Regions from separate parts of the Mus musculus genome. Here all the other regions are linked to region 1. Evidence: chromatin contacts called from public HiChIP or PLAC-seq and promoter capture Hi-C data. All regions are on one chromosome and are shown on one strand. The core of a region is the stretch at or near the end of the contact, and the rest is flanking DNA. Distances in the headings are between cores, read along the strand shown. Region 1 holds the start of Cyb561 (cytochrome b-561). Region 2 holds the start of Marchf10 (membrane associated ring-CH-type finger 10). Region 3 has its middle 13 kb from the start of Gm35828. Region 4 holds the start of Smarcd2 (SWI/SNF related, matrix associated, actin dependent regulator of chromatin, subfamily d, member 2). Region 5 holds the start of Ccdc47 (coiled-coil domain containing 47).

What was found. Promoter capture Hi-C pulls out the DNA fragments that hold promoters and counts their contacts. HiChIP or PLAC-seq counts read pairs in DNA pulled down with a chosen protein or histone mark.
Region 2: an H3K27ac HiChIP or PLAC-seq map of embryonic stem cells shows a contact between it and region 1, with 5 read pairs. The contact joins the promoter of Marchf10 here to the promoter of Cyb561 in region 1. A contact is called at or near these places in 5 of 39 promoter capture datasets (the SN4741 cell line, embryonic stem cells, hematopoietic stem and progenitor cells and 2 more), 5 of 115 datasets of contacts at active chromatin or transcription factors (the NIH/3T3 cell line, differentiating embryonic stem cells, embryonic stem cells and 1 more) and 1 of 9 other capture datasets (adipose tissue).
Region 3: a promoter capture Hi-C map of hippocampal neurons shows a contact between it and region 1, with 2.2 times the contacts expected there. The contact joins the enhancer-like site here to the promoter of Cyb561 in region 1. A contact is called at or near these places in 3 of 39 promoter capture datasets (the HPC-7 cell line, frontonasal cranial neural crest and hippocampal neurons) and 1 of 115 datasets of contacts at active chromatin or transcription factors (fetal liver).
Region 4: a promoter capture Hi-C map of embryonic stem cells shows a contact between it and region 1, with 3 times the contacts expected there. The contact joins the promoter of Smarcd2 here to the promoter of Cyb561 in region 1. A contact is called at or near these places in 7 of 39 promoter capture datasets (the HPC-7 cell line, embryonic stem cells, neural stem cells and 1 more), 4 of 484 Hi-C or Micro-C datasets (the G1E-ER4 cell line, embryonic stem cells and pre-B cells), 11 of 115 datasets of contacts at active chromatin or transcription factors (T-cell acute lymphoblastic leukemia, embryonic stem cells, epiblast stem cells and 3 more) and 3 of 9 other capture datasets (embryonic stem cells, liver and pancreatic islet).
Region 5: a contact with region 1 is called in an H3K27ac HiChIP or PLAC-seq map of epiblast stem cells. The contact joins the promoter of Ccdc47 here to the promoter of Cyb561 in region 1. A contact is called at or near these places in 2 of 39 promoter capture datasets (both in embryonic stem cells), 1 of 15 datasets of contacts at CTCF or cohesin (the NIH/3T3 cell line), 3 of 484 Hi-C or Micro-C datasets (the G1E-ER4 cell line, embryonic stem cells and stem cell-derived neural progenitor cells), 13 of 115 datasets of contacts at active chromatin or transcription factors (T-cell acute lymphoblastic leukemia, embryonic stem cells, epiblast stem cells and 4 more) and 2 of 9 other capture datasets (adipose tissue and pancreatic islet).

Annotation. Positions count from the first base shown.
Region 1 is chr11:105,942,188-105,947,949 of GRCm38.p6, forward strand. It overlaps Cyb561 (cytochrome b-561), which reads right to left and starts at 2,300. Exons shown (of 6, transcript NM_007805.5): 1 at 1,924-2,300.
Region 2 is chr11:105,453,130-105,458,891 of GRCm38.p6, forward strand. Marchf10 (membrane associated ring-CH-type finger 10) reads right to left here and starts at 3,606. Exons shown (of 12, transcript NM_172568.2): 1 at 3,345-3,606; 2 at 1,135-1,216. All of the region lies in intron 1 of Gm39417 (a long non-coding RNA gene), which reads left to right.
Region 3 is chr11:105,492,734-105,498,495 of GRCm38.p6, forward strand. No RefSeq gene overlaps it. Among named protein-coding and RNA genes, the nearest start is that of Gm35828, 13 kb to the right of the region's middle. Within about 2 kb of position 2,463, at least 36 of the 459 cell types and tissues checked have an H3K27ac peak or open chromatin away from gene starts, as enhancers often do. A contact at or near this core is called in hippocampal neurons, where this site is marked.
Region 4 is chr11:106,270,629-106,276,390 of GRCm38.p6, forward strand. It overlaps Smarcd2 (SWI/SNF related, matrix associated, actin dependent regulator of chromatin, subfamily d, member 2), which reads right to left and starts at 2,344. Exons shown (of 13, transcript NM_001130187.1): 1 at 1,865-2,344. The coding sequence starts at 2,080. It also overlaps a transcript of Tcam1 not described here.
Region 5 is chr11:106,214,275-106,220,036 of GRCm38.p6, forward strand. It overlaps Ccdc47 (coiled-coil domain containing 47), which reads right to left and starts at 2,093. Exons shown (of 13, transcript NM_026009.2): 1 at 1,875-2,093. It overlaps Ddx42 (DEAD box helicase 42), which reads left to right and starts at 2,652. Exons shown (of 18, transcript NM_028074.4): 1 at 2,652-2,882.

The sequences.
Region 1 (5,762 bases), core at 1,050-3,549:
CCTGGCTTGGCCACAGCCCTCCCCATCAGCAGCAGGCTTTAACTGAGTTAGGAAAGACTGCAGTGGGGGAAGGGACTAGAGCTTTCCTTGATGGGTAAGATCCTAAGACACGATGAGACAAAAGGCAAAAAGAAGCTGAGCGGTAGCACGGGGCACCCAGGATGCGCCAGGAAGGAAGGAGGGTCAGCATCAGGTGTGCCTCTGCACCAGAACTTGCCAAGAGTTAAAAATAAAAGAGCCTGCTTCATTTCAGAATGGAAGAGCTGAACTTTAGGGGTTGAAATGGTTTATGTTTTTAATCCAGTCTGTATGTTGTCTTTACACCAGGGAAATTTGAAAAATATCATTATTTATTTTTATGGAGGAAGGGCTCCCATGAATGCCAACCACCTAAGGCATGGGAGCATTTGTGTGTTCCACTGTTTCCTACTGTGTGCCATCAGGGAGGCCTTGTCCATTCTCCAAGCTGGCCTCCTCAACTGTGGGGTCGGGGAGGAGGAGAGCGGGGTGGAGTGGGGACCTTAAGACCTACCTCATTGGACTTCGGACAACTTAAATGGAAAAAAAAAATATGCACAAGTGCTTAGCACAGTGCCTGCCACCTAGCTAGGACCTAAGCAAACAGCAGTTGAACAAAAATAACATCTCCTAAACGTCATAGTGACGTCAACGGACCCATGAAGATGACCAGATCCCTCCTGCCCCACCACCAACCCATTCATTCCCCCTATAGAGTACAAACTTCTAGAGCGAGGAAGACTGTCAAACAGTCTGCCTTTAGTTCTTGTTGCGGGGGAGGGGGCGTTAGACCAAGATCTCCCTCTGTAGGTCTGCTGGCTTTAAACGTTCAGTCTCCCTGCATCAGGCTCCCACATTCTAGGAACACAGCCTCTTGTCACCACAAGTGACCTAGGTGGTAATTTTAATGTCTGAAATTTCATATTCCCACTTGTACTCTAATTAATTGTGAGGCGATTAGAAAATGGAACGCAAGGCCTGGCATGGCCTTTAATCCCAGCATTCAGATGTCTGTAAGTTCAAGAAACCTGGGCTCTGCCTACCCAGGGACAATGGCAGGGCAGGGCATCTGTGTGCAACTCTACTTCTGGTTCCAGGAGCTCCTCCTACAAGGGGTGGGGTTGGAGCAGTCCAGTATTTTCCTCCCAGATCCAAGTGCTGAGGAGCAATCAAGGTATCTAAGGGAGGTGAGAACACTTTGCTTTTTGTTTTGTTAAGAAGCGGACAGAACTCAGGTATCGGAGATGGGGCTTTTCTTAAAGAAAATTGCCAAGACAAAAAAAGGAAGGGCAACCAAAAGTGTCTGTGACTTGTGGTGCTGCAGCGCCTGTGGAAAGGTGGTAAGGGTAAGAAGAGAAGTGACCGGAAAGGGGGAGGTGGCCTGGCTACCACTCCAGGAGTCAGAGGCGGCAGCAGATCCCTCTCTCCGAGAAGTTCCGCCCCTGAGTCACTTCCAAGGCCAAAGCACGAAGCCAGGCGTTCTGCCAGGATAGGAACTAGTTATCCTGCCCGAGGACGGTGGGATGCGGAAGAAGAGAAAGAGGATCCACCAGGCCCGCACCTGAGCGCAGGGACCGGCCGCGGGGACAGTGGGAGCTCAGTCGTGGCGAATGCAGATTGGTCCACTCCCACCCACTTTGTTCTACAGTACAGCCGCAGGCCCCTGGACTTGAATTCAAGTCACCAGCAGTCCCCATTCTAACTCGGGCAGACGCGGCCCGCGCTCCCCCGGCTGCCTTGCCGGGTGCCAGCAGCACAACACCCGCGTCAGGGGACAAGCCGGGCAGCGCCGGGTCGGTGCGGGCAGGTGCGCGCGGAAGGGCGGCTCGAAGCCCTGCCTCACCTGGCCACAGTCCCCTCCGCCCCTCCGCGCGGAACTCGGCTCCCCACCTCCCCGTCGCCTACCTTGTCCCGCCGCCGCCAGGCCTGCGCGCGTCCACGCGCCGCGCCCCGGACGCTCGGCAGGTTCCACGAGCCTCGGCGCGACGGCGTCGCCATGGAGACGGGGCGGCGGCGGGGAAGCGGTAGCGCGCGCGAGGAGGCGACGGTCACCTGCGCCGGAAGTCCCGCCAGGCGCCGGCACTCGGTAGGGCACCTCGGCTACACCGACCCGCACTCAGGACCCGAACTCCAGCAGCTTCGGGACTGGCTCCGGACTGGCTCGGGACCGGCGTGCGGGGAAGGTTAGCGGCGCGGGTTCGGCGCCCGGGTTCCCGGTCTCTAGCTTCTCGCTCGCTACTCTCCACGCCCAAACCCAGGAGGCCGCTAGGTGTCAGGCCTGGCCTGGGCCCAAGCTCAGCTCCGGGAACCCAGGGTCACCTCTTCCAGCCCTCGTGGGCGGAGATGGCACTTTACACTTTACTGGAAGGCTGGGAATAACCCTGCCCTTCCGCATCTGCACACCAGCCACATTGACCACATAGACACTGTTGTTGATACAGTTTGCCTCCCATTTTTTCCACTCCAGGATACACACACACACACACACACACACACACACACACACACAGAGAGAGAGAGAGAGAGAGAGACAGAGACACCAATCTAAGGGTAAATTGTGTCCTTCCAACTTCTCATTTAAGTCCTAGACCTGGTGTATGCCAAGGTCTGTACTTAAGACTGTTGCCAAGACCAAGGCTGGGAGCTTAGCAGATCCTGGCCCGCTATCCAGGAAATGCTACGAATAGATAAGAGCCTAGCTCAGACTTCCTACAAGCTGGGAACAAAAGGTTCTTTCCTGTTGGATGCCTGGCCAGACTCACGGAGAGGAGGAGAGAAATGGGGTATTTTACCTTGTGAGGCAAAGCATGACTGTGAAGGCAGTCCCTGGAACACCTCAGCATGCTGGGAGCTGCCCACTGGTAGAAGCCAGAATTGGGGCGGGGGCTCCTTCTTAGAGGGTGGGTATGCTGTCTAGTGTACGGTTGAGAGAGAACCAAAAACCGGAATTACCTTATGGTAACTTTTCGTCTGGCAGAAGCTAATGGGCTTTTTAAGGTAAGCAACAGCTTCCTTGGTGGTGCAGGCAATAAATACATGCTTATAAACTAAACATGGCGCTGAGCCATTTCTCATTGTTTGCTGGGTATATTTGGGCTCCTGGGAGGAAAAGGAGGGACCGATTTTGGCAGGATGGAATCTTGTTTAAGTGTTGGTCTTAAAGTGCCTTCCAAGACCCGGGGAGGCTCCTGTTGGGAGAGTCCTTTGTTGGATCATCCCCTACCTCATTCCTTCAAGTCTCCAAGCTGACTGCTTCACAGTGCATTTCCTGACCGCCAGTGTGGCAGTATGGGAAAGACTAGAGTTATGACGACCACACATACACTCACACACACTCACGATGCAGGGAGGGGGTCTCTGAGCGAAAGGCCTTAAGGAGCAAAAAAAGGCACCGAGCAGAATAAATTTTGTCCTCATAACCAGGACGCCAGACCTAAGGCAGACCCACTCCCACCTGGCACATTCTTTCTCCCCAGGGCTACCCAGTGCAGAAAGCTGAGGGGAAAACCAGGATTCCTAGTTACATTTCTATCTTAGAAATTTAGCATGAATAGATCCTAAGCGTTTCTCAAATGTAACCAGGTCTTGTGTGTGTGTGTTTGTGTGTGTGTACGTGCACACGTGTACACACGTGCATCTGTGAGAGGTATTGACTTTTCTCTGTATAACCCTGGCTGTCCTGGAACACACTCTCTGTAGACCAGGCTGTCTTCAAATTCAGAGACCTGCCTGCCTCTGCCTCCTGGGTGCTGGAATTAAAGTTGTGTGCTACCACCACCCAGCCTGGTTTTACTTTGAAGGTAAGTTTTTAGTTTTTTGTTCATTTCACCAGGGAAGCCTAGTGTAGGTGTAGCTCCCAAGTGTTTCTGGAGTCCTTAGAGTCCAGAGGAATGTGAAAAGCGATACAAGAATCCACATGCCTGAGCCAAACAAATTTATATCAGTTCCAAAAACTGGGCCCTGCCCTACAATATCCCCTGGAGAGCTCTCAGCTCAGCAGCCACGGCCACCAGCAGCAGCAAGCAGGTCCTGTGTCCACCACCCTGAGACTGAGGCAGCAGCATCCTCAGGTCCCTTCAGGTTGTGGATATACATAATGGTTACTGTGATCAAGTTGAAAATAGAACCATGAATCACTATGGAAGAAAAGCTTATCTTCCAGATACATGGTCACTGAAGGTGACCAAGACAGCAGAGACCCAGGAAGGATCAGAGCATCTACTGGAACAACCCACCATGGGGGCAAGAGCAGCAGCCAGGCAAGACACCAGCCACAGTGCTTCCAGAGCCAGCAGTAAAGACAGCCACCTGAGACCTCAGGAACACTAAGGGCAGGGGACACGGGACATCAAAGACTGAGTTGTTGCCCATCCATGGTTGATCCCAAGGTTGGTCCATTCTGAGAAAAATAAGACTTAGACAAACAGCACACTGTAATTACAGAACTCAAATGTGGAGACCAGGCGAGGTGTGCCGTCAGGCAGAGGTTTTCCTCTGCTGGGCCCTGAAGGAGCAGGACACGCGCTGGCTAGGGCCTGTGGGGAACCAGCCTTGAGCAGGAAGTGGTGGTGTTATCTACCAACTAGGGCTCTTGATCAGGTTCAGCTCCTCTGACGGTTAAAGAACCAGAAGGCAGGGAAGATCTCGAACTCCGAAAACAGGAGCAGACAGTCAGCATCCGCGGTTGAGGCTTTTTCTTTTGATTTATTGGGACCGTGGAAACACGTGCACACACAGCAAACACCCAGAGAAAAAGAGCTTCAAACAGAGAAGAGACTCTGGAAACCAGAAAATCCAGTCTCCTCTCCAGGGCTGGGGTTCCTCCTCTAAGTTAGGATTGGCCAGTTCAGAACACAGACAGGGTTGCCGATTGGCCCACAGTTGTTGTGTAAACACATCTTGAACTTGTTGGGCCAATCCATCAGCAGTTGGCCGGTGGTGGGAGAAGATGCCCACAGGGCCTTTGTTTTAAGCTGTCAGGTTTTTGTCTCGGGTCTGGAGGGTGAGGAAGAAGCTGGCCACCTTGGCAGGTCACCATCTTTATTACCAAACATGTCCCCTCTCTCTAACTGCCTACCGAGGAGTCTGTCTAACTCCTGTCCCTCAGTGTGACAGCACTGGGAGACCATGCTTTCAGGGATCACTCTACTCTTTCCTTCCTGTTCTCCTCCCCCTCTCCTCCCTTCTTCCTCCCTTCAGGAATGGGTTCACTGGGCACCTGCTGTGTGCCAGGCTTTGTTCTAGGCCCTGAAAAGAAGACAGTAAGACAGGGCCCTGCTTCCATGTAACTCCAGTGATGTGGGACAGAACAAAGATCAGAACGGAAACTTCAAATGCCATATATACACACATTCATGCGTGGGCAGATGGACGTCTACACACCAACCTAATCGGATGAATCGTAGGTGTCACGCATCAACACAGCAAGCACGAGAAGGTTATAAAGCAGGAGCCAGAGAGCAGAGGTGGCTGTCCCAAGGCCAGCGCTAAGGAAGGCTGTCTGAGGAGACTGTAGGACTGTGGCTGTGAGGAGCCTGGGGAAGGGAATTCCCAGGAAGGGCTGAGGAGAGATGTGTGCCAGGCATGTGTGAGGCTATCTGCCTGCTGCCCTGCCCTCTGCCACTCCTAGATGGAGAACTTAGCTGAGTATGCAGAGATGGGAGACAGGCATATAAACAGCTCATCAGAGAGCAGAGGTTGAAGGTACAAACTGTGTGCCTGGGTGTACTGGCTAGTTTTGTGTC
Region 2 (5,762 bases), core at 2,356-4,855, 490 kb before region 1:
CAAATAGAAACTCTGTAAAGGACTCCAGGGGCAGAGGGGAAGCCCAGTGGGTGTTGGGTCATTGATGTTGAAGAGGTCTTTCCAGGAGGAGGCTGTTAATCCCCCTCACAAGGGCAATCGCTAGACCACAAGGATGAAGTTACATTGTACTAGTTGTTACTAGCTGTCCTAGCCGAACAGGTGGCAAAGATGTGTCTGGATTTCAAGAAAGTAGGCTTTGGTTGGTGTGGTTGGTTTTTAGTTTGTGACCATAATGTAACAGAGCTCACAGTATAAAATAGCATAGTTTGCACTGAGACCACCAGGCCTCATCAAGAGGATCATGGAAGCCCACCTCCAATCCCTGTTTATCATTCACTGGAGCTCTTTCAGGGCTTGCTATACATCTTTTTAATGACTAACTAGAGCGTGCTCTCAGCTCCATGGGAATGGCAGGCAGACAGTCGCCAAGCAAACCCTCAGGTGTGTGCACCTCCTCCCCTTTATTCTGTGTGAGTAGCTATTGACAGTCAACTTGTACCTGACTCAGGGTGACCCATCAGTGTCTCACCTGGGAGTTAGGAAATCTTGCAAGGTTTATCATCTACCCCTGAGCAGCAGGGAGAATTTCCTGGTCCCCAGGGGGATTATTTTTTACTTAAGACAGACAGTGAGTCTTTGAAACTTAGGATCTCAAAGATAGATTGTAGTTTATAAAACTAAATAGGATCTTGCTTCTCCCCTCTTAAAACTAGCCAATAATTCTCCCCTTGATAAGAATCAAGCTGACAAACCAACTTTTGTCCTGAAGTCCCAGCCTGATCTGGCTCTATGGACCCCTCACACCACCCCACATACCATGCTTAGCTATGTTCTCTTGAAGGATTCAGGGCAGTTGGGACTTGCTTTCTTTTGGCTCAGGATGGTTGGGTGAGTGGTTCCCCATCTTGTACTTTCAGAGGCATGTGGCTCTGCCCTCATTACCTGTTCTTTCTTAAATTTATCAGTAACTGTGTTGGTCAGATTTCCATGACTGTAACATGTACCTGAGGCAAGTAAAGACTCACTAAAGATGCGCACGCACATGCATTTCAGCAGACACTCGTGGACTATCATTTTCAAAGATCACACTTAACTTTTCATATAAATTGGTACCTGCATAGAATGAAGTCTGTTCCCCCTTTTTCAGAAAAAAAACGATGGGGTTAAAAACAGAAAGATGGATCCCCTGCTGCTCCTGTTGGGGAGAGAAGCCTGTCTGAATATTAATCAGGCAGAGGACATCGGGATTCATAAGGAAACTATGTTAACGGCTACGAAGGATACAGCCCACAGTCCAGCTGGATGAAACATTGTAGGTACACAGTTAACACAGCAAAGCCAGCTACTCTATCCTGGCCTCAGGGTGGAATAATTTAAAGAAGGTTCTTGGTCAGAAGGCATGAAATAACCTGGCCTGAAGAGGCAGGAAACAGTACCACTGAAAGATTTGCTAAGTCTTCCTGACTTCACAATCATCTGCAAAAGAAAGAACTTTAACATTGCCCACGAGAGACTCTCCCCCACCCACCACAAGCTCCCCATTACACTGCATGTCACGTAAAATAACAGTTGAAACACCACCGTGCCACATGTAGTTTCTTATTTAACTATATCAATACTCTATGAAACTAAACAATCTGTCCCCTTGGTGTCTGAGACAGTAGAGTATCTCAGACTAGGAAAATAGTCTCCAGAGGAACTTTTTAGGCTGCACTACAAGTTTGAAAAACTGACCAGAATGAATGAGAAATAGAAATAACTACATAGGAATAAATCCAGAGGAAATCATGCTTAATACTCAAGAGTGCCTTTTTGTGGACCTTCTCAACCAGATGGCCATTTGAAGCCAAGGATTTTGTTTTGTTTTGTTTTGTTTTTCAGATAGAGGCAGGTGCTAGAGTGCTTGCGAAGGGGGGGGGGGGAACGTGGGCCAGGCACAATTCCGAGATCGCAACCGGTGCTGTCTTCTAGTCTCACCTTTGAATTGCTTCTCGTTCTGAAAATCACGCATGATCATGTGTATGTTTGTTGCAAGCTTCTGGTGACAAAGCACTGGATCAAGTTTGTGTTTTAGAAATTGGTGTGCGATGCCATGCTAAGGAGAGGGAAAGGGCCAGGGATGAGGAGGTGTGTGAGGTGGGGAGAGGAAGCGAGTGATTCTGCCAAGGCCTCAAAATTCCACGCATCTGTGAAATTTCAATGAGGAATATTCTAAGAACTCTGTGACATTTGAATTCCTCTCTAGCATAAATTTCCAGGGAATTCAGACTGAGACACCCTGACTAAGGAGAGCAGGAATAAGGACAGACTACATTCCTTTCCAGTCTCTAAAAGTATCACACATGTGTGCATACATGCACATGTGCATGCCTGTGTACATGCTGTCTCCTTTTTCTGTGACTACATTTGTCAAAAAAAAAAAAAAAACAAAAAACAAAAGATAAAAACCACACCTGACCTGAAAGAAGTGCTTTTAAAATAAGCTGTCTTACCGTTTTCTTGCAATGCTCGCTCTGTGAAATATCATTAAAACTATACTGTCTTGATTTTGGCAAATAAGCAAAATGTAAATTTAACCTCTCTATACTGAAGCTTCATTTGAGGCAAGATATAAGTAGCTGTGTTACTACCTGACAATCAGGTCTATAAATTCCTCCATGTCTATGATTGGCTGCTTAGAAGAAGAGTTTCAGAAGACTTTAATCTTTTCCACAATGAATTCATTTGTAATGTCAAGGATTACAGGATTTGTTTCAATTTTAGTTTGGAAAAAAATCTTAGTTTTTTTTAATATCATTTTTTAAACTTGTGCTGAATATAAGTTTAGTGACTTAGGCTCGGTTTATACTTTTCAGAGGCTGAGGGCTTGAGGCAGGGTGGTGTCAAGAAAGGGTGACTGTTCCAATTTAACGTAGGAAATAATGGTTGTGTAAAAGGGGTGTATGAGAGACCTAGCTAACACACACAGACTATTAAGCCCAGAGCAGAGACTGTGTAATTGGAAAAATGAAAAGAACATCACAAGTTTGACAAGCGATTGGGTTCTACCATTAATAATACCATCGTTTCCACATTCAAAAGCTGTTTCCTGGATTGTAGACCAATGTAGCTGTGCGGCAGTTGGGGGTGATGGAACTACCAGTGTACAAAAACCAACTAGACTCCAGTTAAATCTGTTCCTTTGAGGTAGAAACAAACTGGAGCTACTGTTAGCCCGAAGAAGAGAGGGGCGCTAAGAGGTCTGATTTCCCTTCAGAATCTTTTAAGTTTTAAAGGTATAGTTGATCCTCAGTTCTGGGAAGGCTGGGGCAGGCGCCCGTTACCTTGGGGATCAGCACTTTCACCCCTCACAAGGGGCTAAAGGGGCCGCGGGGCGGAGCGGGTGGGCGAAGAGCCGCCCATCAATCGTGCGTGGGGCCGGTCCTGGGCTCCTCTTCCTCCCCCACACCTCACTGTCTTCCCTCCTTCTAGAGGGCCCTCTTCCTTCTCCTCCCGGGAGGCAGCTGTCCGCCGCGGCCTCCGGCCTTTCTTGGGGTGGAGACGGTGGGGGCGGCTGCCTGGCGTCCTCCCGTTTCCTTGGCAACCGTGCCTCCCTCCTCGCGCGGAGCCTGTGCCGCTAGTCGCGAGGGAACGTGGATCGTGGGGGTGGGGCAGGGCTACGGCCCCGGGGGTCCTGAGTCCACACGTGGGCGGCTCTGCCGGTTGCCGTGGGAACGAGAAGGGATGCAGTTGAGAAAGGAAAGCAGTGATGGCGGCTGGCTTGGAAGAGATGCTCTAGGAATAGGCACTCTGATTTTGTCTGTGTTCACGCCCAGACTCAGTGTTGTTTCTTATAAGATGAAGATTAGAAAATGGGAGAGGAAAAAAAATTAAATAAAACAGTAAAGGGAATAAATGAAAAGAAGAAAAGATACTGCACTCTTTGAAATGGTTGTTATACAGGGATCTCAGGCAGAATGTTCCGATCCAACCTCAGAGCAGAAATAAACAATTAAGGGAGGCACCCGATCAGCTTCAGAACGGAGCCCGAAAGCTAGCCTCTTAGTTAACAGTAGTCATTACGGGCTTCTCCAGGAGAGAGGAGCTTGGAGGTTTAGACCAGTGCCCACCAGGTTCTTGGTTTACATCACTGTTTCTAGGCTGCGTTTATTTTTCACTGAGGGGCTAATAGGCAGCCTTGAGTCTTCTATTTCTTTTGCATATTTAGGTACTTAGTACCTTGCTGACTGATGTCACCTAAGGGCATTTTAGATTGGGCGGAGAGCAAAGAAGATGGACAATAGAAATTGTTGGAACTTTCACCAGTGTCCCAGAGTCTCCACATGTCTGGGGTCCAGGAGACTTCTATGCAGCCCCTGTAAGCCCACATTCAGGTGGTGGCTTTGTGTTTGCAGTATGACACCCTTTCTATTCTTATCACTACCACCCCTAATTTAGGACTCAGTGGTCTCTAAACTGGATTGATGTTTGAACCTTGCAAGGACGCTCTGAGCCCCTGTCAGTCGTACCCCAGGTCCACCTCTCCCTGTGCCACGTAAACAGCCTAGGTCCCATGTCTTAATCACCAACAAGCCACTCTCAGACTCCAGCACTGCCTAAGAAGTGAGCCCCAGACTCTGGACTGTGACTGTCCCTATTTGTTCCCCAGGACTTGCTTTCTTGGTTTTGTCCTTGAGTCATTTCTTGCCAGTTGCGGCTCTAGGACATGCCAAACCCTCCTTCTCACCTTCACGCCAACTTCTAAGACGTATCTTGAGCAACACAGAGTCTAGACAAAATATGCCTTGGGGAAGTCTTTGTTTTGGGCTCTTTCTCATCTGACCTTCATTGCTCTCCCTTTCCAAACCATTTTCTATTTTTAGTATGTTTAAAGATTTTTATTACATCTTATTTTTATTGGATGTGTGAGAGGGCAAACATGCCCCAGTGCAGGGAAGGGGAGGTCAGTTTGCTGAAGTCTGTTCTCTCCTACCGTGTGGCTCCCAGTGACCAAACCCGGCTTGTCGGGCTTGGTGGCAGGTACTTTTTACCTGCAACACCATGTTCTAGTCTTGTTCTCAGCCGGCTAACAAAGATTCTCTATTAAATCGTTGACTGGTAAAGACATACCATGGAACCTCTTTCCATGGTCTTTGCTGTTCAAAGGACTATAATTAAGGACCCCCAAGTTTGAGACACTTTCTGGGATGTAGCTCAGTGCCTGTCTGGCATGAAGCTCTGGGTTTGATCCTTAGAGTGGATGTGATGGCAGATGCCTGAAATCCCAGTTCTTAGAGGAAGTGAGGGCCTTCTAGGGAAACCTCCTCACTCTGTCAGAGACTCTGTGTGGGGGGAGGGGGGTTGTGGGGATTGCAGTAAAATGAGAAGCGGGAAGCTTTTTCTTAGAGACCAAGGACCTAACTCAGAGATGATAGTAGTAGTGGTAATTAGTGATAATTATTATTACTGATTAACAGAGGAGGACATTGAGGACTAAGAGAGATAGTTGAATAGAGATGACACAGCCAAGGACTCCTGACAAGGAATGGATCCAGAGCCCGGGAGAAGACTCCCATTCCCAGCAGATTAATGTTGCCCACTAAGTAAGAAAAAAGACACTACCATACTGGCATATATTAGATATGGATTTTTAATTTTCTGTTTTAAGAGCTAGAGGAAAAAAAAAAGTACATTTCACCCCCAAAAGGCTGTTGTGAGGTTTAAATGAGAGAAGACAAACATTAATTGGTAGTTTCATTTTC
Region 3 (5,762 bases), core at 1,213-3,712, 450 kb before region 1:
CTCTTTCTCTTTCTCTTTCTCTTTCTCTTTCTCTTTCTCTTTCTCTTTCTCGTTCTCTCTCTCTCTCTCTCTCTCTCTCTTTCTCCCCCTCCCCCTCTCCCCTCCCCCTCCCCCTCCCTCTCCCTCTCCCTCTCCCTCTCCCTCTCCCTCTCTTTCTTGGGAGTCACAAGGGTGGGGGAACCTGGGACAACTAGGGAGTGTGATCAGGGTGCATTGTGTGAAATTCCCAAATAATCAATCAACATATTATATTGGGGGGGGGGGGGAAGAAAAGAAAAGCAACTCCAGATGTGGTTATTATAGCTCACAGCAGCATTCTTACAAGAAGGAAGAGGCAAAAGACCAGAGAAGCTCTGAAAGACATTTTAAGAACCTAAATGTTTGCCTTCACGACATATCCTATAGCACTAACAAGTTATGCTGAGGTAGCAGCTGTGAACCGATGGGTGGTGTTTTACTACGGAGATTTGCACCTGAGACTTTCTGTCCACAGACTCCGTAAGATCTATTAGAAAGTACAAGGTGACCGTGTAGGAACACAGGCTCTGGGACAAAAGACTCCCAAATCACACAGTCCCCGCTGATCTTCTTTCTTTGATTTCTCACCCTTCTTCAGTATTTTCTCTATTTTCCAATTTTCTTTCTGTGCCTCTTGCTGAACCGGCATGCAAGGTTTCTCCTTACCTCAGTGCCTGGTCCTGTTGAAGTCACATATGGGTAAAATGACTGCAGCTGTTGGTCTGGAACAGCAAATTCTAGATAGATAGACAGACAGACAGACAGACAGACAGGAGCAAAACTTTTCTTGGCCTAGCCCTTTACTTTGATTAAGTTTTACATGGAAACAGGTTAAAAAATAAAGAGGCCACATGCCCAAAGGTCAGCCTGGACAATATAATGAGGCTGAGTCAAACCTGGATTATTTAGTGAGAGCTTGTCTCAAAATAAAATAAGAATTTGAAAGTTAGAAACAAAAATATCAGCTGGGTGTGGTGGGGCACACCTTTAATCCCAGCACTCAAGAGGCAGAAGCAGGGGGATTTCTGTGAGTTGAGACCAGCCTGGTCTACGGAGTGAGATAGCGAGTTCTAGGACAGCCAGAGCTGCACAGAGAAACGCTGTCTAGATACCCCTCCACTCCCACCAAAAGAAATTAATTAAAAACAAACAAACAATCCTCCCTGCCCCCAAATGGACGCGGTATGTTGGCATTCAGGTGGAGAAGTCTGGTGAACATGTGTTCCATCAACTACACGTAAAGAGTGTCTTCTTGGGGACTGTTAGAGAGGGAAAGGGAGGGAAGATTGGCTTCCTGGCTTGTTCAATTGTATAGACTAGTGTGGATGAACCCAAGCAAACAGTGTTTATTTTACATCAGTCCCATGAGCCTTATACCCAGCCCATGAGGCAGAGTTGGACTGCAGCTAAGCATCGCCCCAGCCTGGGTGTCTATGAAGGAGTTAGAAGGGGGACAGTTTGTTGGACTCCATGCAAATCCATGTGTAACACTCAACGGGGACTCCACAACTGCAGCAGTGTGAGGGAGGAGGGCTCTTCCCTAACTGGTTCCTGGATATTTGAGAAATGACCATGAAATAATGCCAAGTAGGGATGGGGAGATGGTTCAGGGGTGAGGAGCACTGGCTGTTTTCTGGGGTCACTGGGTTAGATTCCCAGCATCCTTATGGTGGCTCTTGACTGACTGGGAATGCCCTCTTCCGACCTCTACAGACACTGCACACATGTGGTGCACAGACATATGTTCAGGCAAATGCTAATAAACATAAAAGAAAACTAAATAAAGTCTAAAATAGTGCAAAGTGAAGTCCTGGATCCCATTCCATCTCACTCCTTAGAAATGGATAGCAATGGTTATTCTTTTCATGGTTATTCTTGAGTTTCTTTGCCTTCTTGGGACCAAGGAAGAGCCAGATCTGTAACATGTCAGCTATATTTGGGAAGTTTCAGAGCAGCTGTGACCACTTCTACTAGATGATGAAAGGCTAGTTACTGCCCTGGTACCATGAGAACAGGCCATTCAGCTCTCTCTTTTCCTAACTCTTAAGAGACACAAACCACTTGTCCAGCAGCTAGCAGCTAGGCTCTTCCACATAACCTGTACATCATCTCTATTTCCCTGGGGTTGGGTGTTACATGACAAGTTTCTACTCTTCCTGATGTAGCTCTTGGATGTATTCGCCTATGCAGCTTGGCCAAGATTCTCCAGCCATCTGGGCTCCTCTTGAAAAGCTTCTGTCCCGATGTGTCTCTTCCCTGAAAGCGCCACTCCCTCCTCAACCCAGGCTTTTAGCACCTGCCTGGACTTTGGTTAGACTTGCCCCATCTAGTTTCCTGACACTCCCTCTCTCCTGTGCTTCCTCCATGCCTCCTGGCTGCTATTGCTGGGAGTGATGTCCTCCTAGAAGCACACACTGCAGTCACTTGAAGAGGCCATGCCTTTATTTCAGCAATGATGTCACTGCTCAGTCATTTGGCTTGTGCCTCCTCTCTTGAAGCCTGTATTACATTACTTTGATTATCTTCTGTAACTGCATTTCAGGGATTGACTCTTTCCTGATGACTAGACATCAGTCAGGGCGGGGGACAGTGACGAAGGCTGTGATCAAACACGACACCATTATTTGTGCCACTTAAGTAAGAAGATTGATTTTCTCCTGTAATTTATAAACTGGACTTGCAATTCCAGTGGACTTCATCTGCTCTGCTCATCACTGGATGCTCAAGCTGCAGGAGAGCAGGAGAATCAGATGTGCCCATTGGTTGAGTGAACAAGTAGGGGGACTTCGCCGATGTCGGAGCAGGAGCAGGAGCAGGGTTACCTGGCTGAGCAGGTGGCCTCTCAGGATGACACCCACTAGAAAGCTGATTGACTTAGTGCAGACATCCTGACATCTTGTTCTTTCTTTTCGCCCGCGGAAATGTGGTGCCAAAAAAAGCTACAAGCCTAGAGAGTTAGCAGCAATTACCCCGGAGTGTAAACCTCAAGATCATCTCCATGTTGGAGCCACGTGTGCCGATGCCGTTCCCAAGGGAACCAGGGCCCAGACTGACGGCCGGCATCACGTGTCTCGCTCTTTTCACGACAAACCATTATCACCCAAAGCTTTTACACAATGTCTCCAAGTGTAGGGCTTCGGCTAGGTTTGTTTTTCTCTTCATGTGGGGGAATCACATCTGGACATTAGATATATTTCATCTAAAAATAGCATTTATCCAACTTTCTGTCACTTGGGGAGAGAAACCTTTTTCTTTTTTTAAACACAGACTTTGCTTATAATCCGCTGTAGTTTTTCATGGCTCACTGCCATTTAATCGGAAAAAAAAAATAAAGGCGATCATGTTGCACGCACATGCACTTGTGAGTGTGTCAGCGTATGTGTGTCAGAGGTAGAGAAATACAGTGATAACTTTATAGACTGAAAACTACATGTGTGCTGCCCTCCCCCTGTTACTCATTAAGTCCTTTAGAGCATCTCACTGAACTTCACAATTACATGAAGCCCTGAGCTCAGCCCTAACATGACCCCCACTGAACGATTCTCAGCAATTATTCCGGAGCCACAGAACATGAATTCGGAGATTTGTATCTGACTTCTTCTGGACTAGATTCTTTCTACTCACAGGGATTGATTGTATCCTCTGATCTCACTACTGCTTGGGGTTTTGAAAGAAATAAGAGAAATGAAAAAGGAGTTTTAAAAGAAAAATGAGATGAAGGGAAAAGAGAGGAGGGTTAAAGCGCCTGGCTCCGAGAACTTTTTAAGGCAGTTTGAACACATTTAGAGGCAGAAATTGGAATTAAATTTGACCAAAGCAAAATCAGCAGGCTGCTTCTCTATCTAAGGCACTGACATGAACTGAAGTAAATAGGAGCCGGCTTTGAAAGCAGCTGATTGCAATGAGGCAGCACAGAGCAACCCATCCGAATTCCACACTCATCAGGGTCCTTGGTGATCGGGACGCTTTTTTATCTTTGGGGACAGGACTCTGACCTTTCTTGCCTTGTGGCATCTGTCCATCTCTGTAAAGAGAAACCTTTTACTCATCCTGTGTTCTTCCCCTTTTTATAACACAGCCTCCCTGCCTTCTCCTGGGTGAGGGAGATGATTTCCTGTTCCAAGTACTACGCAGCCAGAGCTGTCCCTCAAATGTCACAGGTTCTCCAGCTGCAGTACAGCCTGTGCTCGGCTTCTTGTCTCCTCACTTTTCTCCCCTCTTAGAGAACTTCATGGCTGCAGCCCAGTGGTGGACTGAGCAGCGCTGGTCGAGCTAGAGACTACAGATCTTTAGTAGCCAGGGTCCTGTACATGTTAAGCAAGTGCTTTCCCTCTGAACTGAACCTCTGATGGCGCCATGCTTTTAACAAATGTGCTAATACCTGCTCTCCAGCCCCACAGAGGAGTCTCAGGTTCACTAACACAGGGTTCCTTGAGTCACCAAGCAGATGCAACTTATAAAGACCTCCACAGTATCAACCTGAGATGGGACCTGTTGAGCCATTTTCATTTTGTGAACTATTTTTATAGATGTCTCTTCTGCTCCATTTTGGCATAAATGAAACAAAGTTGTTGTTTTTGTTTTGTTTTGTTTCTTTTTTTTAAAAGAGTCATATTCGACTCTTGGTATTTGCAAGCTTCATTTCTCAACTCTAGAAATTTATCAGATATGTATCACGGGTGGAATAAAATTAATTTTCCCACCCACAGTAGTTCATTAGTAAAGTAAGGCAAGAATTTAATGGATTTGTGCTTGGAATGCCTAAAATTATTTCACCATAACAAAAGGTCTTGAAAGACTAAGAAAACGCAAGATGACAATTAAATTGCCTCTCTGAACTGCATGGCTGTACCGCAGGCAAACGGCATCTTAAAATAGCTCATTGTAGAGCTAAAAAAGAGGGAGAAACACATGAAGGAGGCACAAAGGTGTTGCACACGGAGTGGAAAGCTTTTTAAAAATACCAACACGATGAGTTTGCTTTGCTTGCAGCCAAGTCCCAGATTTTCAGGATCCTTCCTGCTTTCATATCCTCTGTGTGGGGGTGTGACTTGCTTCAGTTAGAATCCTCTGCAAGCCGAAGAGTAAACCTTCATCCTTCCCAAATCTACAGAAAAGCTTTGTAGTCTGCATGTGTTGAAACCCACTAATTAACAATTTGACACTCCCTATGTGTGTGTGTGTAGATTAACAGGGCATGGCAGAGAGGGACATCTTTGAAACATTATCCCCAGGCCTTGCTATAGAACGCCAGGCTTTTAGATCATGTCAGAGGTAGAAGGGATCCTGGTGGCCATCTAAGCCAAGAACCTCTTTTAAAGATGAAGAAAGGAGATGTGGAGAGGGTTAACTGAGGTTCAAGGGCGACAGCCAGTTAGAGGTCAAATGAGAAGAGCCCTGGTTTCCCTTCGATAGAGCATCCGAACACCAGTTCTTGCTTATTAACTTGATAAAGGCTTGCCAGAGAAGACTGCAGCATGAATCCATTGTCTAGCTATTAGTCTTTATTAAGGCGTCTAATTGAAAGCAATTCGGCTCGCTGGAACTGTCCTCTGTAGCAGAATTCTTCACTGGTGTTTGCATATTGTGTCCTTTGCTCACATTCAAAGCCCAGGTCTGACAGCATTTTCTCCTGGATCCTGGGGCAAACAACCTCCTTTGGTGGGTTGTACCCACAAGGCCAGCTGTGACCCTCCTCAGGATGAGGAGGTTCTGGAACTTCTGGGTCCCCTGAGGTTTGTTTG
Region 4 (5,762 bases), core at 1,094-3,593, 330 kb after region 1:
ACTATATAGAGAGACTTGGAAAACCAACCAACCAAACAGACATCCCCAGTGCCTGTAGGAAGCTTCCAGACCAGCTCTAAACAAGCAGAGCCAAGGGCTGACGCAGAGACTCATCAGTGATATACTAGGCCCATGAATCTCCAAAGAAAGCCACATGGGAAAGATAAACCCCGCTAGTATCCTTGGAACCACGTCTATCTCTGTTTATACCCAAACTCGTCATTTTCTTTTTAGATAGGAGTTGAAATGAAGGGGGTCACTTATCCCCACTCCGACCCCCAGTTAGGTATCTCCTGGGTATCTGATTCCTGGGCTGGAGAGATGGCTCAGTGATTAAGAGCGCCGACTGCTCTTCCAAAGGTCCCGAGTTCAAATCCCAGCAACCACATGGTGGCTCACAACCATCTGTAACGAAATCCGATGCCCTCTTCTGGTGTGTCTGAAGACAGCCACAGTGTGCTTACATATAATAAATAAATGAATCTTTAAAAAAAAAAAAAGAAATCTGATTCCTGGGTGGAATATGCATACATCATGAAGATCTATTTCTGAGACTTCTACCTAGAGACACCAGCAGGGGACAGAGCAAGCTACAGTGCACACCTCTCACCTCTCTGGCACATAGGTTGAGAGACATATGGCCTTGTCAGGAACCTGAGGGATAAGGAAAGAGAGGTTGGGCGTGATAGTGTGTGACTGTAATGCCAGACACTTGAGAGAAAAGAGTTCAAGGTGGGCTTTGGCTACACAGCCAGCCTGGACTATATGAGACCCTGTATCAAAAAGCAAGTAACAAAAGTGACAAGGATGTGGGAGAAGGATGGGCACAATCCCCAGGAAAGGAGGTGCAGCTCCCTGATACAGCAATCGTCTGCCACGTGCAAAGCCCTGCCTGGATTCCATGCTCAGCACCAAAATGCAAAAGCAAAACAAAATTCCCAAACATTCTGGAGCCACTTGAACCAGAGCTCTGGGGAATGAGGAGCGCCACATGCAGAATCAGGCTGAGTTCCCAATGCACTGACCACGGGTCCTGTCTCTGCTTGTCAATGGCCTTTGATGCTGCAACCTGAGACAGCTCTCTGCCAAGACAGAAGGGTCAGGGCAGTACCCTGTGCAGCCCAAGACCAGCAGGACTCCACAAAGCCTCCCTGCTCCTCCAAACTTTACTGGACACTGGCATCAAGAAGGAAAGCCCCGTACAGAGGATATCTTGAATGGTCTGTTAATGGGATCGGGCCTTCTTCAGACCTGGACACAGCTATTTCTAATCTATCCTGGAGTTATCTGGGCCCAATCTCTTTAGTCTCCCATTTCGTAGGAAGCCTGGCTTCCTTCCTCCTCAACTTGAGCAGCTGGGAGCCATCTCAGACATACTAACGCTCTGCCAGTTCCCAACTAGGAAGAAAAAAAAAAAAAAAAAGAAAGAAAGAAAGCCAAGGCAGAGATGCAGTGGGACCGAGGCCAAAGAAAGAGTAACCCTGTTTTCTCACTAACGACCCTCTTCCAAATTTTCCTCACCACATCCCGGGTCACTCCCTCACCTCCACTCCGGGACCTGTCTTACACTTTCAACCTGATTGCCCACAATTCTCTAGATCTCACGAAGCCTCCATCTCTAAGTTACTCGGAGCCAAGAAGCCCCGGGACTCCTCTAACTGCTCAAGCCCTCCACCGCAGAGGGCTTTCACCCTTTCCCCAACACTGCCTCCAACCCCGAGCCACTAACCAAGGGACTCTGGCCTGCCCGCCACCAGCCCTCGACAGTTCCTCCTGCAGTGTCCCCTGGGCCGCCTGTCCTCACCTGAGGCCCCAGGGAGACCGACACAGCGCCCTCGCGGCGCCGCTCGCCTGCCCTCCTCACCTGGTACTGCGCCGCGGGGCCAGCGGGGCCCATGGGGCGGAAGGCGGCGGCCCCCGGTACCCCCATGCCTCCAGAAGGCCCCGGGCCCCTGAGCGCCGGGCTGGGCAGCATTCCGGGTCCCGCAGGCGGAGGCGGCGCACCAAGGGCCGCGGCAACGGCGCCGCCGCCGGGGCTCAGCGGAGGCAGCGGGAACCCGCCCGCGCCACGGCCGGACATCACTCTGTCCCGTCCCGCGGTGCAGCGATCCGGCCTCCGGTCTCCGTGTTGAGTCCGCTCCGCGAGCTACGTTCCGCGATCCGGGACTTCCCGATTTTACTACCGGGTTCCGGGATCTTCTACTCCAAGTTCGCAAGTTCTTTGCAGCCCGGCTTTAGGATCCCGCGGCCCCTCTGACTCCGCTCCTGCCAGGGATACTCCAGATCCGGGATGTGCCGCGAGCCCGCAGGCCTCTCCCGGCCTCCGGAGGTTTGATCGCCGGAGTCCAGTTACCCAGAGGCGGTTACGAACTCCCAGCCCCGCCCAACCTAGACCCTGCAGGCCCCGCCCCTGCCCGGCAACCCAATCGAGAATGCCTCTTTAAATCCCGCCCTCGCGAGACCCGCCTCAAACCAGCACCTCCCATAACTGACGGCCTTAGAGCCCCGCCCTTGGGGGAGGCGGCCTTTTCCCGGAGGAGCGGGAGCGGAAGCTGCACGCGGAAGCGCGGAGGAGAAAGGCGTGGGGTCAGAGTTCGAAGGTCGCGTAGGGCCGTCCGAACTGTTAGGTGTTTGCTGTTTGCTCCGTAGTGCTGCTGCCTCGGCGAGATCCCCGATATGGCCCATCCAAAACAGTTCCGTCAATTCTGCGTCTTCAAGCCTTAAAAATAAGCGATCCGCGGCGGGAAAGCCGCCAACCACTTTTTAAGAGCCCATCTCGGGGCCGGTGGCATAAGGCACCCCACACCCACCCACCCATCTACCCCCAGAAGCCTGTATTGGTTGCTCCGCGCTTCCAAGGACATGGGCGGCCCCAGACGTGACCCAGCTGAGTGAAAGCTTGGCTTGGCCCAACTCCGAGTACTTAACTGCACTAACTTGCCCGTGCCTTTCTTTAAGGAAGCCTGGTAATTCGCAGAAAATGTTTTTAGGTGAAGGGATTTTGCATGCTGAGAGAACTCCAGGTACTGAAATAAGTTTTATCCAGTTTGTATAGGACTTAGTTTTGAAAAGTTGAGAATCAGCCGGGCGTGGTGGCAAACGCCTTTAATCCCAGCACTTGGGAGGCGGAGGCAGGTGGATTTCTGAGTTCAAGGCCAGCCTGGTCTACAAAGTGAGTTTTAGGACAGTCAGGACTACACAGAGAAACCCCGTCTCGAAAAACCAAAAAAGAAAAGAAAAGTTGAGAACCTTTTCAGAAACCACTGGCTTCGGCTATGTTATAGACCTACCCTCTGTCAATGTGGTATCTCCTACCCACGGTATAGAATAGTGCTACTTAACTAGGCACTGAAAATCCTCAGAATCAGGTTGGGGGTGTAACTCAGGTTATAGCGTGCACAAAGCCCTGGGCTTGAACCCCAGACTGCATCAACTACATGGTGGTGCATCCTCAAAATCCCAGCACACAGGAGGAGGCAGGTGGGCCAGAAGTTCAGGATGGTTCTCAGCTGCATCACCAGTTGATTCTACAGGAGACCCTATATCAGAAGAAAGCCGAGCTTTTTGTTAAAATGTGGTTTATGGTTCAATGAAATGGGGGCAGGGTACAAGATTCTGTATTTCTTTTTTGGTTTTTCAAGATAGGATTTCTTTGTGCAGCCCTGGATGTCCTGGAACTAGGTCTGTAGACCAGGCTGGCCAAAGATGACATAGGCTTTGGTCTTTTGACTAAACTGCTTTTGTTAACTTGTCCAATAAAGAGTTGTCCTGTAGGTGGGTTGATCTCACTTGTGTGCCACAAAGCTTTTGAGCTTTCAGAGATGGTAGCAGGTCCCAAAAATGTCAGGGAAGCAGGGTCTCGAGACCAAAGCCAGCATGAATTACTTATATGAAAAGTAAGGTCTGGATCAGTTACCTAAGACTGTCTGGGCAGAGTGAAGGCTCAGTTACCTAAGAACTAGACCTCCTGGGCAGAGAGAATGGGGGAGGGGGGTCTGTCTCCAGAAAGGCACCTTCAAGTGACTTTGGTTCAGAGCACCTGTTTAGTGGAAGCCATTTGAAAATTAAAGCCCTGAAAGTGCACAAACACACACACACACACACACACACACACACACAACTCTTCTGTGATCACAGTCTTTACATACATAATCTAACAGGCAATCTAAAGTATAGAATCTGCAGACAGTGGAGGGACCAGAGCTGATGTAAAAGAACATGGAATTAGGTCCTAGGAGCTCAGCTTCCCATCCTGGAACATCCCAAGAAACTTCATTTAATTGGCTTCTGGGGCTGCAGTGACAAAGGCTTGGCAAAGAGGAGCTTATGAAGTCTGGAAAGGCTCTTTTGGAAGGAAAAAATGACTTGTAACGTTTACAGCTTTGCTTGGGTTCTGCCATCAGTGTTTGCCAGATGTTTTCTTCTACTCCTAAGCTAGCGTGTCATATCGGCTTCTTTGCTCTGGACTGGGGAATATAACGGCGTTGGCAGTGTGCTCGCCTAGCATGCGTGGAGCCCTGCCTCCCATCCCTAGCACCACATAAAGCTGGGTGTGGTCATGCATGCCTGTAATCTCAGCACTTGGGAGGTGAAGGCCAGAGAAGTGGAAGGTCAGTTTCATTATTGGCTACAGTGTACATAATAAGATCCTGTCTCCAGAAGGTGGGGGAGGGGCTCCTTTGTTCAAAGAGCAGGAAAGCTAAGCCTGCATGAACTGGCCTGTGAATCTTCTGTGGGGTCAGCCAAGTTTGACTTGCTGCTCTGTAGAGCCAAGGCTTGCTGTTATGGTCCTAGTGTTTTCTTTATATCATGTAACAGCATCAGTGTCTGACAACAGAGAATCAGATAATGCACATGAAACAGTGTTACATGGTCAGTAAAAAGGATGCTGCAGGGATGGAGACATAGCTCATACATTAAAGCTGTTTTCCGGTGATATTGGCTATTTTTCTATTGCTGTGACAAAATGTGATGACCAAAGCAATTTAGAAAAGGAAACACTTAAACTGCATGTGGGGGGTGCAGACTTTTGGTCCCAGCACTCAAGAGACAGAGGCAAGTGGATCTCTGTGAGCTCAAGGCCAGCCTGGTCTACAAAGCCGTGTTGCACAAAGACACCCCGTCTTTAAAAACAAACAAACAAACAAAACCCATTTAATTGGCCTTATGGTTTCGAAGGGTTAGAGTCCATGCTAGGGGTAAAAGGCAAGGTGGTGACAACAGCTTAGAGCTTTCTCTTTCTCGACACCACCGTCATCTTCCACCCCCACCCCCATTCTGAATCACGTACTTCTGTTTTCCCAAATCTTTCCTAGCTCCTCAGCATGTCTTCCACCCCATCCAACTGGCTTCCTGCATGGGCCACCCTAGCCAATCCTCTGGCATTTCTTTTCCCCGAGAAAGCAAATCAGAACACTTCCATCCACGAACCCGAGTGTCCTCACTTATCTTCATCAGGGGACTTCAGAATGTAGCTCTCTGGGCTTCTCAGAACTCTCAGGGACTCTGAGCTGAGTCTGAGATAGGAGAGGCGCTTCCACCTTCCCTTCCATCCCGACTTTGGGAACAGCCCTGCTTTGCTGTATCACGCGATCGCAGGATTGCCTGTAAAGGACCCCACCGCTCTACATAGTCTAAACGCCGGTAACTTTTGGGAAAGCCTGTCTAAAGAGCTTAGTGCGGCATGGTTGACTTTACTGTCTGTCCCCACCTAGCTTATTGTCTACCAACAGCCCAAGTATCAAGGCATGACCTTGCACTGG
Region 5 (5,762 bases), core at 843-3,342, 270 kb after region 1:
ACTCTTGTCATTCTTGTGACATACATAAGGTTGGCTTCACCATCAGTACTAAAAGAGACAGCCATTTACCTACAGACCAACTGTAGATCTGTGTTTGGCCTGCAGACACGTTCTCCTGAACACACACTTGCTCAGATCACCGCAAGTGTGAACACTTAAGTACAGAAAGAAGATGCATCAGTCCAACTACCACGTTACTCCACGGGCTCAGACTGAAGGTACTGATTTTGTATGAAATCACAGAGTACAATGCAAAAATATTTCCAACCAACAAAAGCATTTATGCTACATTTTCAATTCTGCTCCCTAATCTAAACACCAGTCCTATATCTTTAATTATCTAAAAAACAAAACAAAAACAATAAACATCTGTTTTTAAGCATTGAAATTCAGCCTAAAGGATAGATGCGTGTAAGAGTTTTATTACTGATAGGGTATGTGTATTACGACTGATGATTAAACTAGAAGTTGTCTTCTGACCTCTCCATGCACAGCGATATAATACCTCCCCCTTTATATATGCCTGACCCAAATAAATAAATTAATGTAATTTTTAAAATGTTACAAAGGGAGGCTGGGGATGTAACTCAAGCTGTTGAGACTGTCTAAATTGATAGCAGGACCATATAAGATTGGGTGTGGCGGTTTACTCCTGTAATCCCAGCACTTGGGAGACTGAGGCCGAGAGTCCAAGGCCATCTTCTTCTACATAGTGAGTCCAGGCTTCAGGAGACCCCTGTCTCAAAAGCTCCAAGGGGCCGGTAGGGTGGGTGAGGTATCCCAGTACTCAGGAGTCAAATGCAGGCACATGTCCAAATTCAAGGCTAGCCAGGACTACATAGCGAGACCCTATACTTAAGGGGGTGGGGGTGGTGGCAGGTATAGTAGTTCCAGTGGCCTGCCCTGCCTTGTCCTACATAGTGATATTAGGCCAGCCTGCAAGAGTAAGAGGCACTGCCTCAAAGAACAAAGAGCGTCTGCTTTAGTGGCTCCCTGTCCAAGCAGAAGTAACTACATATCCCTGTCAATTTGACAGTCTGGCCATTTCAGTCTATACCAGGAGTGTTCACAACACAGAAGTGTTTCTAATGGAATTCATACAGGCTCCCTCAAGGTTATTTATGTTAAAATTATCCAAGCCATTTGTGCACTGGCTTTCTGATAAGACTCAGCTGGACCTGTCAACCCATTTCTCAGATGCACAGCTCTCTGCCAGGCCATCCAGCCTCTAGGACTTCTGAAGCAGAAAACACTAGACTCCAAGCCAGGCACAACATTAACACACCCATCTTGATTATCTTCCGCAAGCTCTCTCAGTAAAAAGGAGTATATGTAGCAATCATTGCTTGTCCTCCCAGGCCTCTGTGGCATCAGTCAAAATGATGAAATTTCTAGAAATGATGTAGACATTACTGTCACCTTACAAAGTAAAGTGTTGGTTACAAATAACTTGCATGTTAGAAACCTTCGGGTAAGGTCGACTCTAGAAGCGGTTGCTTCCGTGAAACTTCTAGTGTCTAGTCCTAGGTCCACCACGGAGAAGCCTAGTTCGATGCTCTTTTATTCTTCTGGCTACACACCAGATATTTTCTCAGATTTTGTCCTGTTGGTTGGGATCTACTCGAAACCTTCCCCCAAATCTTCCTAAAGCCCAACATAAAATGGAGCAGAAAAGGATGGACAGAGGTTTAGTCTTTTTTTTTTTCTTTTAATTCTGGAAAGATAAGTTGAGGGTATTGATGCATGTCACCACCGGCCGGACTTAAAGGGTTGGTTAGGAGGGAAACAGTACCTGGCTCTGCGGCCATGCAACTTAGTCACCGCTCGGCCTGGCACGGTCACACCGACTGGAATGTCATGGCCCCGCTACCTACCTGCACCCGAGGCTGCAACCGGGCCCGGGGCTCCTGAGGCCACTACCTCCAACCAGCCTGCCTTTGTCTGGTTTCTGTCTTCAGGTCGCAAAGATAATCTGCGGGCCGCGATGTCACTGAACAGCCCAGAACAGGTAGCTCAGTCACGGCACCCTACTCTTCACGTAGCTTCAGCCGTCCGTTACGTAGAATGCGTACAGCTAGTTTGCGCCTGCGCGCGGGGTGGGGGCGGGGCGCGGCCTTCAGGACATCCGCGCAAGGCGAGCTAGGGCTGCTGGGAAAATTACGTAACCCCCAGCGTCCCCTGGGCTACAAGTGCTCTAACTAGCGGAGGCTGCGTTTCTCCCGTAGGGTTCCGTCCGTCGGGTAGACGTCACTTTGATCGGATGCTCCGGAAGCTAAAGGTGGCCATAGTCTATGGGGCCATGTGGACAGAGGCATGAAGGGAAATGTTGCCCGAGTCGTGGGTTTTTTGTGTTGCTTTGGTTTTTGGCAAGGGACAAGAGCTAAGGGAAGGTGGACATTCTTATGTAAATGAAGTTTCCAATCAACACCTTATTACCTTGAGTTTTTCGGGCGGTTCCCCATCGCCGCGGCTCTCTTCATTGCAGACTCCCTCACTACACGACCCAGACACAATCCTCACCCAGGACCAGATTCCCGTCCGGGGTGTGTGACGTAGTTATGTTGCGTTCCGGAATCGGAAGAGCGGCATTAATTGGCGCCTTTCGGCAGCCGTAGCCCCAGCCCCACCCTTCGGCTCGCGCTCTACTTAGCGCGCATGTCAGACGCTCCCCCCACCCTACCCCCAGTCAGCAACGGGCCGTGAGGCGGCGGCGAAGGGGGCGGAGGAAGAGCGCGGCTGGACGCGGTCCCGCACCGCGCGTACGCAGGGCCGCGGGGGTTCTTTCGCGCCGACTGGAGTAGCAACTGCGTCTGCAGCCGCGGCAGCGGGTTTGGGTGAAGGGCTCGCCAGACGCAGTGCCGCTAGCCCGGGGGACACGAGAGGTAACTGGGGCCTGGCGAGGGCGGAGGAACCTCGGCCTCGTTTAACAAAGAATCGGCAGAGCCTGGGGACCCGGGTGGCTGCGGGGGTCCGGGCAGGGATGGGTACGCGATCTGGAGCCCCGAGGTGGCCCTCTGGAGCTACGTTGCCTTCCCACGGCTCTGCTCCTTGCACGTCTTAACGAGGCCCACTTGGCGGCTTTCCGGAGGCGGTGCTTGATGGGCTCCAGGAAGGGATTTTTCAGGGTGCTGGGCTCCGAAGCTGTGAGAGCCAGTGGAGGAGTATTGATCCTTGTAGGTAGCTGTTGGGGATTGCGGACCCACAAATGGAGGCGGGGAGGGTCTCGGTAGCGGAGGTTGACAGATTAGAAGGCTGTGATAGTCATTGATCTTTGTGAAACCTTGAGTAGATCATGATTAACATCATCACCATAGTTACAAACTTTTTGCGGCCTACTTGAGCCTACCTGATTTGAATAATATATATGGGTTGAAAACCTGTATCAGAATCGTAAGGAAAAAATTATACTAGTCAAGTTTGGAAGCATATATAAACTTTTCTGTCATCTTAGCTTTTTCCCTTTTCACCCCTACCCCTTTAGGCTGTGGTTTTGTGGCTTTCCTACTGTGTTGTTGTTGTTGTTACTATTTGCAAGTGTTATTTCTGTATTGTCTCCTACACATACCTGAACAGCTATTAAGCTGAACAATTATTAAGTAGAGTAGATATTATGTCTTTTTCTTTTTCTTTTTTTTCTTCCTTCGAGACAGGGTTTCTCTGTAGCCCTGGCTGTCCTGGAATTCACTCTATAGACCAGGCTGGCCTCGAACTCAGAGATCCACCTGCCTCTGCCTCCCAAGTGCTGGGATTAAAGGCGTGCATCACCACCCGTCGTGGGTGGTAGGTTATGTCTTAATTCGTTTAAACTTTGTAGAGTCCAATCCTGTTCTGACAGGTGGGAAGTGAACAGTAAGTCTGATATAAAAATTTATTCTTCCAGGGCGAAAATGTTATTTTACTTTACCTAGAAGGAGAATTGCAGTGATTCATTTAAAAATAAAATTGTTATTGCCTTGCCTCTGTGCCTGTTCTCTCTTGAATTGCTTAAGTGTTAAATCTATGACCACTGCACTCATGAGACTCTTTATATACATTTTTTGGACGTATTATTTTGTTTGTCTTTGTTTTTGTTTTTTCAAGACAGGGCTTTTCTGTATAGCTCTTGTTGTTCTGGAACTCACTCTGTAGACCAGGCTGGCCTGGAACTCAGAAATCTGCCTGCCTCTGCCTCCCAAGTGCTGGGATTAAAGGCATGCGCCACCACTGCCCGGCACGTTATTTCTTTATGTATGTTTATCATGCCCTCCTGTAGAGGTTAGAGGCCAACCTCTGGGAGTTGGTTTTCTCCTTCCACTATGTAGGTCCTCAGGATGGAATTCTGGTCAGGCGATTAATCTGTAGAACCATTTTACCAGTCCATTTATGAAACTTTCTAAAGAAGAAGGAGAGATGTGTGTTATGCTTTATGTTAAAGAGTAGTCTGTACCAGCAAAGGAGGCTTGGGAGAAGCTGCAATAGAGTAGTCAGGGAAAGCCCTTTCTGGTATCTAACAGATATTTAGGCAAGCTAGAAAATGGTGAGAGCATCTAACCACGGAGGTATCTGGAGAAAGGAATGTTCTGAGCAGGTGGACAGCAATCATGAAGGCCTTGAAGGGGACAAAGCTGGGCCTGTTAGAGGAGCAGTGTGTTTGTAGCACTTAGCAAATGAAGGAATGAGAAGATGAGGATGAAGATGAGATGAAGGATGAGACCGTAAAGGAAGAAAGGAAAACAAAGCAACTAGGGCCTTGTAGACGGTTTTGAAGATTTTGTCCTCATTCTGCATGAAATGGGGCTGTCTGAGCAGAGGAGTGCTAAATCTGACTTACATTGTAATTCAGTTCCATTCACTGTAATGTAGATTGTGATAATATAATGTAGTCTGTTTCAAAGTTCCAAGTTGTCCTTGGCTTTGTTAAAACTGATAGGAAAGGGGTGCTTTTCAGACAACTCTCACCACTCCCCTCACTCACATTTTATTAGATTTGGAATGTGATGAAAGTCTTGGTAAATGAGCTAAATACCTAATAAAAAAAAAAATGAAAAAAAAAAAAAAAAAAAAAGAAAGTCTTGGGTATTTGACAGCTTTGCATTACATTAAAGAAAGTGACAAAATTATAATTTGAATATAGCTATTTTTTATTCTGTTTTAATTTCCTATTAAGCCATTAAAAAACTAACTGGCTCAACAGTGTTTAAGATGTTCTTACTAAGCAGATTATTAAGTAGAGTAGATATTAACCAACTGTCATTGTAGCTCTCTTATGAAGCTTACCCCACTCTTTTACTCAGTGATCTTGATATCGTAAGTGGTGCTTGACCCTTGAATGGGAATCTGAGTTAAGAGATCTGATATTATCAATTTATCAATGGGGAGATTGCTTTCTGGAGAAATGATAACTATGCCTATAGTGTGGGTTGCACTGTATTGCCATACTTCACTCAATATATTTGAGTTTTATTTATTGAATTTGGTCCAGAGTCTCACTCTTTAGGTCATGTTGATCTAGAGCTCACTTTATAGCCCAGGTTAGTCTTTAACACACAGTATCCTCTCTGTCAGCCTCTTGAATGCTGAAGCATGGGTCACTACACATTTTTCCCCATTATTTTGGAGTAAAAACCTAGTAGTAAGGTGTATGATAGTCTCACCATTTTGCAAATGGAAAATCTGCTAATAACATCTTTAAGATTCATGCTATTAGTGGCAGAATTAGAGTTTGAATATAGCTAACTGGTATTATTTTACAATCCTGTTAAAATTTCTAAATGAACCATCAC